Regions from separate parts of the Sus scrofa genome. Here region 1 is linked to region 2. The links are chromatin contacts, called in public HiChIP or PLAC-seq maps. All regions are on one chromosome and are shown on one strand. Each heading gives the region's core, a stretch centred on a gene start, on an enhancer-like site or on the middle of the called end of the contact. The rest is flanking DNA. Distances are from core to core; before and after follow the strand shown.

Region 1 (4,946 bases), core at 942-3,441, 320 kb after region 2:
CTCCATGGCCACCACCCAGCAGGGCACTTTGCCTCAGGATGGGGAGGAGGGGGCCCATTGACGTGTCATGTCCCCTCCTGCTCCTGGCGGACAGGCTTGCCCAGTGTCCTGGCCTGTCCTGGTGTGGGGGAGGAGCTGGGGCAAAGTGTCACCACTGATTAACAGAGGATGGAGCCATAGGGCTGTGCTGTCCCCAGAAGCTCTGCTCTGGGGACAGAAAAACACCTTGTTGTGTCAATGTTTGAGGTATTTCAGAAACTGTCCCTGGGGTGGCCTAGTAGGGCAGAGAGCTGTGGGTAAGACATTTATTAATGCTTTACTCACAGGAGGGAGATGGCAGGGTGGAGCCCTGGCCAGGGATCCAGGTAGCCCAAGAGGCCACTTCTGGCCCCTCCAGCGACTTGCTGTATGGCCCCAAGCTGGAGATGTCACCTCTCTATGCCTGTCTCTCTTTTCTATCTGGGCCTCGAGGGAGCAGAATGGATTCAGATAAAAGCCACAGAGAAGAGACCACCCGCTAGGGCTTTTTCTTCTAGGTGCTCCCAAGCCTTGGAGCAAGTACCTGAACAGCCTCTGGCAGAGATGGAGCCAGCACAGCTGAGGGAGGCCTGGGGCCCTCCCACGTGTCCTGATCTTGCTTCAGCATCTGCATCTCTGACCAACTGCTATCCCCAGGTGTGGGTTTTCCTTGAATGTGTTACTATTTTTTTTTTTTTTGAGTGTGTTACTATTTATCAAACACCCATGACCTGTGTTACCTTGTGTGGTTAGGCCATTCAAGATAGCTGTTCTCTCTCTCATTTTTTTTCTTTTTTTCTTTTTCTTTTTAGCGCTGCACCTGTGGCATATGGAGGTTCCCAGGCTAGGTGTCCAATCAGAGCTACAGCTGCCAGCCTACACCACAGCCACGGCAACACAGGATCTGAGCCGTGTCTGCAACCTACCCCACAGCTCACAGCAACGCCGGATCCTTAACCCACTGAGTGAGGCCAGGGATTGAACCCGCAACCTCATGTTTCCTGGTCGGATTTGTTTATGCTGCACCACAACTGGAACTCCAGGGTGGCTGTTCTCTTGCTCTCTGTGTGGCCCCTGCTCAACCAGTTCCTGCTTCACTTACATGACTATCCAATCCTCTTAATTATAGGGCTTAATTAGCCCCTGGTAACTGATGAGCCCACCTGATGTCAGGCCCCCTGTAAATGGTTGCCTCCTTCTCCCTTAAGCAGCAAAAATTGCTGCCATGTCCTGCCTGCTGTCTGCTTGATGGGGCGTTGCTCCAGATCCCCTGTCTAATAAACCATTGATGTCTCTGTCTCTAGGCTCTTTCTTTGGTTTCAGGGCTGGACAACTACAAGGCTTGCAGGCCCGTGGGGTGCAGCCCAGCACACCTGCTGTTGTAAGCACTACACATTGTCATCCTCTCAACAAGCCAAGTGTTAGGTACCTACTATTATCCCCATTTTATGATGAGGAAGCTGAGGCATGCACAAATTTAACCACTTGTCCTTAGTGGGTGGCAGGGCTCAGTGCTTGCTGAATACCTAACATGACCCAGGACCCATGCAAACGTTGCTTGCACAACTGCTAGCTTCTTGTAGGGAACTGCACCAAGTGTTAAAGAGGTCTTTCGGGGATTCAGATGGCCCTGGGCCAGGCTCCTGTGTGTGCACAGTAGGCCGAACTCAGAGCCTAGTCTGCGTGTCCAAAGACCCCTGCCTAGAACAGTGTGACCATGGTGGAACAGAGAAGATGGTCAAGGCACTGACGCCCTGGGAATGGGGGTGGTCCCTGACTGCCTCCCCCTCAGGTGGCAGACTCTGACAGCTGTAGGCACCTTTACGGCATCCACACACGTTCACACAAGACTCTCCCCCGGATGCCCCTTTGCCGATACCAACCCCCAATCCATGGCCCGCAAGTCCTAAACCTCTGGGGCAGTGGGTACTCAGAGGTAGGTCCTGGAGCCAAGGGCCTGAGCCTGGGACGAGCCCCAGAACCAGTCTAGGTTTCAGGAAGTCTTGATCACACACACACACACACACACACACACACACACACACAAGGCGCACACTCGGAACCCTGTTTACCCCACACTTAGACACATTGCCACGTCCACTCCCAGTCTGCAGCACAACAATCCCACACGCCCCCACGTGCCCCCGCCCGCTCCAGGCCCGGCCCCGCCCCCCCGAGGCCCCGCCCCCTCCCGCCCCGCTTCCGGTCCGCGGGATCTGGGCCCAGAATCCGGCGGCTCCTGGGTGCATGAGGCGAGTGAGACTCATGAAGGTGTTTGTCACGCGCAGGATCCCCCCGGAGGGCAGCGCTACGCTCGCCCGCGCCGCAGAGTAAGAGGCTGGCGTCCCTGCCCCGCACCGCGCGCCGAGTCCTCTCCTGCCGGGCGCGCGGCCTGCGGGTGGTGGGAAGGGGCTGCGGAGCCCAGGGGAACTGTTCTGGGACCCGGGGCACTGCTCTGGGACTTTGGGCGCTCGGCACGCGGGGTGACTCAGCGTCTCCCGCGCCTCCCGAGGCCCGGGTTATTTTTGGTGGGGTGGACTGGACGGTCCTTGAGGTCAGAGAGCACCCGGGACCCTGCACTTGGGCCGTGGCCAGACTTTGCAACCTGTGCCCAGCTGGAACAGGTTGGAGTTTGGGGAAGCTTTACCTAGGCCTTTGCAGTGACTCTGAGACCTGCAGTTCCCCTGGCGCTTGCAGTGGGGGTGGGGGACAGGGTTGGATCCCTTCCCAGTCGTGGGCCTGGGGAGAGGAAGGTCCAGGCTGTTTGTTAATCCTTTACTCTCCGAGCTCATTTGGCCCTATCAGGGACCTTGGCAGTCCCTGGCCTGGTACCTTTGAACGGCTGTCAGGGGGCCTGTGGTGGTATGTTTTACATTGAGCCAGGCATGGGAGCCTCACTGGGTGCTTCAGGTACGTAAACTCTTAATCCTTCAACACTGTGAAGTCAGTGCTGTAATGCTCATCTTACAGATGTGAAAACTGGAAGAGATGAAGCACCTTGTCCAGAGTCACACAGCTCTGTACGAGGCACAGCTGGGATTTGAACGCAGCTTTTTCTTGTTGCTTTTTAGGGCCGCACCTTTGGCATATGGAGGTTCCCAGGCTAGAGGTTGAATCAGAGCTACAGCTGCTGGCCCACACCACTGCCACGGGAACGCCGGATCCGAGCCATGTCTGTGACCTACACCACAGCTCACAGCAATGCCGGATCCCTGACCCACTGAGCGAGGCCAGGGATCGAACCTGCATCCTCATGGATACTAGTCGGATTCATTTCCACTGTGCCACGAAGGAGACTCCTGAACTCAGCTCTTTCTACATTAGAAAGGTTTGCCCTGCCTGTGTCAAGCAGGGAGAAGGTGGAACCTAGCCTCAGAAACCAGCGCTAGGGGAAAATGAGATTTGTTTACTTCATTCAATACAATAAAACCTTTGCTGTGGATTTGCCATGTGCCAAGCATTGAGGAGGATGAGGAGAGGGCAAGAATAACAATGGCGCTAAGGGCAGCGATACCGCTGTGCCACTGTGGAAAAAGAGGGTGAAAGGAGGCCTGTGTCTGGGGCTTAGGCATGGAGGTGCTGCAGCAGGGCTTTCTGGGAAGTGCCAGTGGCTTTGTCTTGCACATAGAGATGCTTCATATGTGTTGGCTGCAGTGAATTAAATGTCAAGGGCCAGGAGGCTGGGCAGCACTGCCGGGAAATATGCCCAGTGCCCACCAGCCACCATGGAAGCTCTCCCTGAAACTCCGCTGTATTGAATTGCTTTGATCTTATCCAAGTACAAAGTCCAAGTTTCATGAACTCATAGGACAGGACATTCGACTGGACAGGGAATCCAAGCCCCATATGATGCAGTTACACCCCCCACCACCACCGCCACTGGTCTTCCCAACAACAGGCTGCCCAAGGCCTGGGTGCTCACTATCTGTGAGCCTCCCATGGGGATGGAGAAAGCTCTTCCTTGCGTTGCGTCGAGCTGAGAGCTGTCTCTATGACTGTCTTTTCAATCTAGGCCCTTGTCAGCAAGCTGTGCCCTGTGACCGCTCGTCACCCTTCAGCCACCCTCTCAGGACAGTTCTGAGGCTTCCCTGACTTTGACTCCCCTCACCCCGCCCCAGGCAGCTTGAGGCCAGAGCTAGCAGGAGGCAGTGTTTCCTTGCCACTCTGAGAAGGGTCTGCAAACATGGCCGGGGCGCTTTGGGGGCCTGAGGGCACTTGGGGCTTCCCCACTTCTGAGTGGGCTTTCCTTTGCCTTTAGCTGTGAGGTGGAGCAGTGGGATTCCGATGAGCCCATCCCCAGTGAGGACCTGGAACGGGGCGTGGCCGGGGCGCATGGCCTGCTCTGCCTCCTCTCTGACCGCATAGACAAGAAGCTCCTGGACACTGCAGGTGTGTGCGCCGGGCAGGCCTGGGGAGGATTCCAAGGATGTCTTGGCCTTGTCAGGCACATCAGCCTGCTGCTGCTGGGTCCCAAGCAGGTCTTCTGTGACCACTCCGAGCTCTGAGGTTGTTCACTGCAGTCCTGGGCCCATGCCTGCAGTTCGCCTGGCATACACATTGCCCCCCTCTTCTGGCTGTGAGTCCCTGGAGGGAAGCCTTAGGAGGGCAAAGCCCATGGTGTAGACCTGGGCCCCTGTCCAGCTCTGCACAGCCTTGCTTTATGACTTCGGGCAGGGCCCTGCCTTTTCTGGATCTGTCTGTAGCATGCGGGAGGGCTTTGAATCCCTTGAGGCAAGATATAACCAATGCCTTTTCTGCACAACAGGAGCCAATCTCAAAGTCATCAGCACAATGTCTGTGGGTGTCGACCACTTGGCTTTGGATGAAATCAAGAAGCGGTAAATGCAGTTGGGGCTCTGGAAGGAGGCCTGGGGTGAGGGGTAACTACCAGAGTGGGAGAAAGAGGAGCTGAGTATTTGTTTTTACTT
Region 2 (5,501 bases), core at 411-2,910:
CCTCCAATTTTACCATTTCACTGTACCCTGTCTTCCTTCCTAGCACTTACTATGTTAACTAAAATTTCTAATTTCCCAGTCAAACTCTTATTAAACTATATGCAAATCACCTGCATTCTGCTTTTCCAGGTAGACTCTAGATCTATGAGACCAGAGACTTTAAAAATTTACCACTACATCCACAAACTGATAGGACTGCCTAGCTCTTAACAGACGTTCAATAAGTGTTGGCAAAAATAATCATTAGAGGGGTTCCCGTTGTAGCGCAGTGGTTAACGAATCTGACTAGGAACCATGAGGTTGTGGGTTCGTTCCCTGGCCTTGCTCAGTGGGTTAAGGATCCAGCGTTGCCGTGAGCTGTGGTGTGGGTTGCAGACTCGGCTCGTTGCTGTGGCTCTGGCATAGGCTGGTGGCTGCGGCTCCGTTTGAAACCCTAGCCTGGGAACCTCCATATGCAGTGGGAGCAGCTCAAGAAAAAGCAAAAAGACAAAAAAAAAAAAAAAAAAAAAAAAAAGTCGTTAGAGTTCCTGATGTGGTGCATAGTGTTAAGGATCTAGCCTTGTCTCTGAGGTGGCTAGGGTTTTTGGTGAGGCTAGGGTTTGACCCCAGGCCTGGTGCACTGGGTTATGAATTTGTGCACTGCTGCAGCTGTGGCTCGGATTGGATTGCTGACCTGGGACCTTCCATGTGCCACAGGTGCTGCCACACACACAAAAAATCAATGTCAAGCTTATCTTTCAAGACTATTGTCAGAGTTCTCTGGTGGGCTTGTAGTTAAGGATCCAGCATTATCATGGCTGTGGCTAGGGTTTGATACCTGGCTGGGAACTTTTGCATCCCATGGGTGTGGCCAATCTCCCCTGCCCCCATCTTAAAACTCAAGACTGTTGCCAAGGGCCCACGAATTAATAAAATATTTCCTTATTTGTAAAGTTGTACAGTTATTAAAATATGGTGTGAGAAGAGAAACCAAGCCAGAGGCTCCCAGCACAATCCTCTAGAGGTTTCCAAGGGACCAGTATCGACTTCAGTGTTTAGCATGAGTGCAGCTTTTCAAGGTGCACAAAGACTTAAATCTGTTGCCTTGTATTCTAGGAAAAATAAGAGGCGGAAGCGCCCCAGCGTAAACTAGGTTCAACTTCAACCTTGAGATGTAAGTGACCTGCATAAGGTCACCTAGCTCAAGAAAGAAGTATCTAGAAGGCAACCTTTCTCAAAGAGGCTTCTCCCTTGCTGAGGTTCTCTACGTCCTCCAGCCATGCCGCCAGCTGCACCTGCCCCTTAGCCCTTACCTGGGTCTCGTGGCTCCCGTGCCACGTGGCATAAGGAAGGTGTCTCCTCCTCCCCCAGGTCAGGGAGGAGGCGGAGCCCAAGCTAAACCCCGCCCCGGAGCATCATGGGAGACGTAGTTTTTCTCGCGGGCACAAAAAGGCGCTAGCTTTCTCCGGTTTGGCTCGGTAAGCAGCATTTTTTCCGTGCAAGTCATTCAAACAAGGTGTTTCCCTATTACAGGTGCAGCCTAGACACTTCTGAAAGAAGTCGTGGCGGGGAAGGAGCAGAGCAAGAAAGGCAAACCGAAAAGACTCTCAGCTGGGAAGGGAAGGGGGAGTTTATAGTTGTTACGCATGCGCAAGAAGGCCCGCAGGGTGGGCGGGGACGGAAGACAACTCCTGGGAGAAGTGTTGTCCCCGGAAGTGCCTTCCCTCCTCCCGGGTCGGCGCGGACGCGGTTTCCTTACCTCATCTGTCCTCGCCCCTCCCCGTCCCTTTACGCGTTTTGGTTCCTGGTTGGTGCTTCCTGGTCGCAGCCGCGGCAGTGAGTATGTGTGACGGACCCCGAGCCGTCCACGGGCCGGGGACCCCTGCCTGCCCTCCGCCTCGCCCGCAGGGCCGTGGAACTAGCGCGTGTCCCCTCGCTGGCCTCCGCGTCTCCCGCCTGTCCCTTACTTGTGGCGGTACCCGGCTCCGCTCGTGGCCTCTCAGTCGAGCTCTGTCCCACGCGACTCAGCTGACTGGCTGAGGTGTCTGCTTCTCCTCCCTTCAAGGCCTGAGACTGTGGTTCAGAAAGAGCTTGGGCGCCCATGGCCTCGATGGGGATGGTGTTACTGCCTGCTTTACCCCCACTACCCTCTGAGAGTCCCCTGTCTTTTAGGGAAGCCGGTCAGTCATTTAAACCCGAAGGGAGCTCGGCCCTTGAGGATCCAACAGTCCTGGGCCAACTCCAGCCTCAGCTGTCAGAAGCAGCAGCTCTGGGGGCCAGAAAAATTTGGGCAGATGGCCCTCTTCCCCCATGTAAAACAAGGAGACTTGTTCCTTGATTCCTTTTATCCCTTACATCCAGGGAACCAGCAGTTAACTTCAGCTCTAACAGCTGCGGGTATGTGTAGTAGGGAAACTGGCTGAGTGAGAGCAGGCCGAGTTACAGCCGCGACTCCACTACCGACTCGCGCTGATGACTCTAGAAGTCTTCTCTTGAGGTTGAATTTACCTTTTTTTCAGGTTGCAGGGTTGAATTAGGAGATCTTTTAGGCTCTTTGAATAAATAAGCTTCTTAGATCCCGTTTCTGTCTGTATAAAATGAGAGCGTTCAATTGAATGACTTCGAGGTCCATTCCAAAACTATTGACTCTGTGTTTTGAATATTTAGCTTGTGTGTATATTTTCAGTTTTGTGATTTTGAGCGCAGTGCACTATCGTTTTCAGGAGAATCTGGGGGTGGGGAATGAACTAAGGAAGAAGTGGAAATGAGGATTGTAAAATAGCTCCAAGGGTAAGAGACTGCAGCAAAAGGAAAAGGGGCCTGTGGAAAAGATGAAGTAAGTGTTTTGAGATAGGATTAGTTATCCTATGAAGACTTTATGTCAGAAACAGCTGGATTTTTTCTGAATAAATTTAGCATTATTTTCTCCCACAAAAATCTTGTATCTGTCTGACTGTGTTTGTGTGAGTGTGTGCCTATTGTTTGTCACATTTGGATTCTCTATCCCATTAGATTTACCTCAAAGCGAAAGTCATATTTGAAGAGTGGACAGAAGTTTTAACACAAGTCAGTAGTGTTTCAGATCTCACTGTCAGAATAGCTCACTAAGAGTGAATCAGAAATTTTAAGTTGAAATAAAACTTAGTCTTTTAATCATGTTCTAATGAAAACTGGACTGAAAATCAAGCTGTGAGTTTGATTTAAATCACTTTGAGATGGATAACTATCTCATCAAAAGGAAACATTTAAGCTTAAACTTCTTTCAAGAGAAATAAAAGCGAAAGGTCTGGAATGATCAGTTGGTAGACTGTGAGCAGAAATACTGGCTTTAAAGATTGTATAGTAAAATCTGAGAGCTTAAATAAATCTTAAATTGTCTGGATTAAAAAAGTTGAGTGAATGAATAGTGTTCTCACTTTGCATGGTGAGAGCCTTTACAGTTATTCTTTATAGCTGTTTCATATTTGTTAAACCATTTTAATTCCTTAGAGAAGTTTTTTTTCCCAGATTGATATTTTAAGTTCTTAGATAAGGGCCATCTTTTTTTGGTCATGGCATTGCCATAGTCTTTGAGTACCAACTTGGGAGGCTCCTGGATGGTAAACTGACAAATTCAAATGTATGCTTTTCTTTCCAGTTAAAATTCTTTCATAGTTTTTAAACTCCACAGGCAAGTAAAATGGATATTGTGAGGTTAATTTACGTCTTAGAACCAGTGCAAATATAGCTTTGAAGGAAGGTTTTCTTTTAAATCTTTATTTGAAATTGTTGATTTTTTTTTTTTTTTTTTTTTTTTTTTTTTTTTTTTTAATCTTAGTGAACACTTGGCTGAGAGTCAGGGAAATGTGAGTCAGTTTTAGCTGACTACAACTTTGGATAAGCCTCCCTATCTTTTTTAGAGCTCAGTTTCCTTCTATGTAAGTTGAGAAGACTGTAGGTGATGATCGGAAAGGTCTCTTCCGGATTTAAAATTTTGAGACTCTCATAGAGACTTTATGTTAACTAGTTAAGTATGCTTGATAATTGTGTACAATGATCAAAAAGCTGAGAAGTCCTTCTGAATCAAGACAGAGTTATATACATATATGTATTTTCATATTTGTCCTCTGAGTATACATTAAAAAAAGTAAATTAAATGCGTTTGAATGCAATTAAAGTAGTAACACAAACCAGAACAGCCTCAGGCAAGCCTTAACTCTGGCATACATAAGCCAAATAAATAGAAGAGCAAGTTATGCTGAGCACAATTTTCAAGTACAGAAGGTACAAAATCCTCTTAAAGGCCATAGGGGCTAAATTGTTAAATTCATTTTTCTACATTTCAGGGAAAGAGATAAACCCTTAGACCCAAGGAAGTCTGTTTTTATTTTATTTCTGTAGTTTATTTTTGGCATACATTCACAGGTGCGCCTATGGCTCTATTCTTAATCCCTTTCCTTTGGGATGGCTCCAAGAGTAGTACAAATTTGTAACTCTGTAATTTAGCTCTTTAATTTTTTCTCTGCTGCACCGGAATTATGTTTTATCTTAAGTCCACACTGGATCCTCAGGATGGATCCACTGAGGATTTTGAAGGAAGCATAATTCCTTTGACTTCTTTTAGAATTAATTTACCTACTAAATAAAAAAGAACGGATTCGTCTTTTATTTGAATTTCTCTGAGGCTAACATTTCAATATAAACTGATAAATGCTATGAGCATTATTATTCAGACAGCCACATTCAACTTGTGTCACAACAACAGCATAGCTGTTGCTAAAGGACTGTGCAGGAAGGGAACAGGTCTATTGTACCTTTCTGAAGGAAAAAAAGGCATTTGTAGTTGGCTCCCCCCTCCCCAGATATAATTGACACATAACATTGTGTAAATTTAAGGTGTTTAACACATGATGATTTGTTACATGTATATATATTGAAATGATTACTGCTTTAAGGTTAGTTAACACATCCATTACCTCCCATCTTTACCTCTGTGTGTGTGTGTGTATGTGGTTAGAACATTTAAGATTTAGTCTCTTAGCAGATTTCAAATATACAATACAGTATTGTTAACTCAGAACTTAAATCATTTTTTTCCCCAAGCTTTATTGAGACATAAGTGACATATAACACTGTATAAGTTTAAAGTGTACAACAAAGTTTGGTTTCTTTATTTTTATAAAACAGGAAACTCCAGCATGAGCGTAGTATATTTTTGGCTCTTATTCATTTGACTCTTGGAATCAGCAGGTTCTATCATTAAAAGTACCCTGACATTTGGGGCAGACAATTGGTAATTTAGTCTTCCTAAATTTAGTCTATCTAAATAGTAGAGTAGAAAGAATAAATTGTCATTGTTGTTGTTTTCCAGACTGTCCCTGATTTTTTTTTTTGACAAAAATGAGGTTTTTGTCCCTTTTCCAGAGCTTTCATTTTGATCAATATTCTGTTAGTACCTAATTGAAACATCTGTGTAGATTTTTGGTTGATGATATGAGAATATTTGGAATAGTTGGAGACAACTATGATATTCACCTCATAAT

What was found. HiChIP or PLAC-seq counts read pairs in DNA pulled down with a chosen protein or histone mark.
Region 1: a contact with region 2 is called in an H3K27ac HiChIP or PLAC-seq map of alveolar macrophages. The contact joins the promoter of GRHPR here to the promoter of ZCCHC7 in region 2. A contact is called at or near these places in 1 of 5 promoter capture datasets (fetal skeletal muscle), 1 of 47 Hi-C or Micro-C datasets (skeletal muscle) and 1 of 2 datasets of contacts at active chromatin or transcription factors (alveolar macrophages).

Annotation. Positions count from the first base shown.
Region 1 is chr1:238,137,573-238,142,518 of Sscrofa11.1, forward strand. GRHPR (glyoxylate reductase/hydroxypyruvate reductase) reads left to right here and starts at 2,192. Exons shown (of 9, transcript XM_021066121.1): 1 at 2,192-2,348; 2 at 4,277-4,407; 3 at 4,784-4,856. The coding sequence starts at 2,266.
Region 2 is chr1:237,819,015-237,824,515 of Sscrofa11.1, forward strand. ZCCHC7 (zinc finger CCHC domain-containing protein 7) reads left to right here and starts at 1,661. Exons shown (of 10, transcript XM_021066106.1): 1 at 1,661-1,815.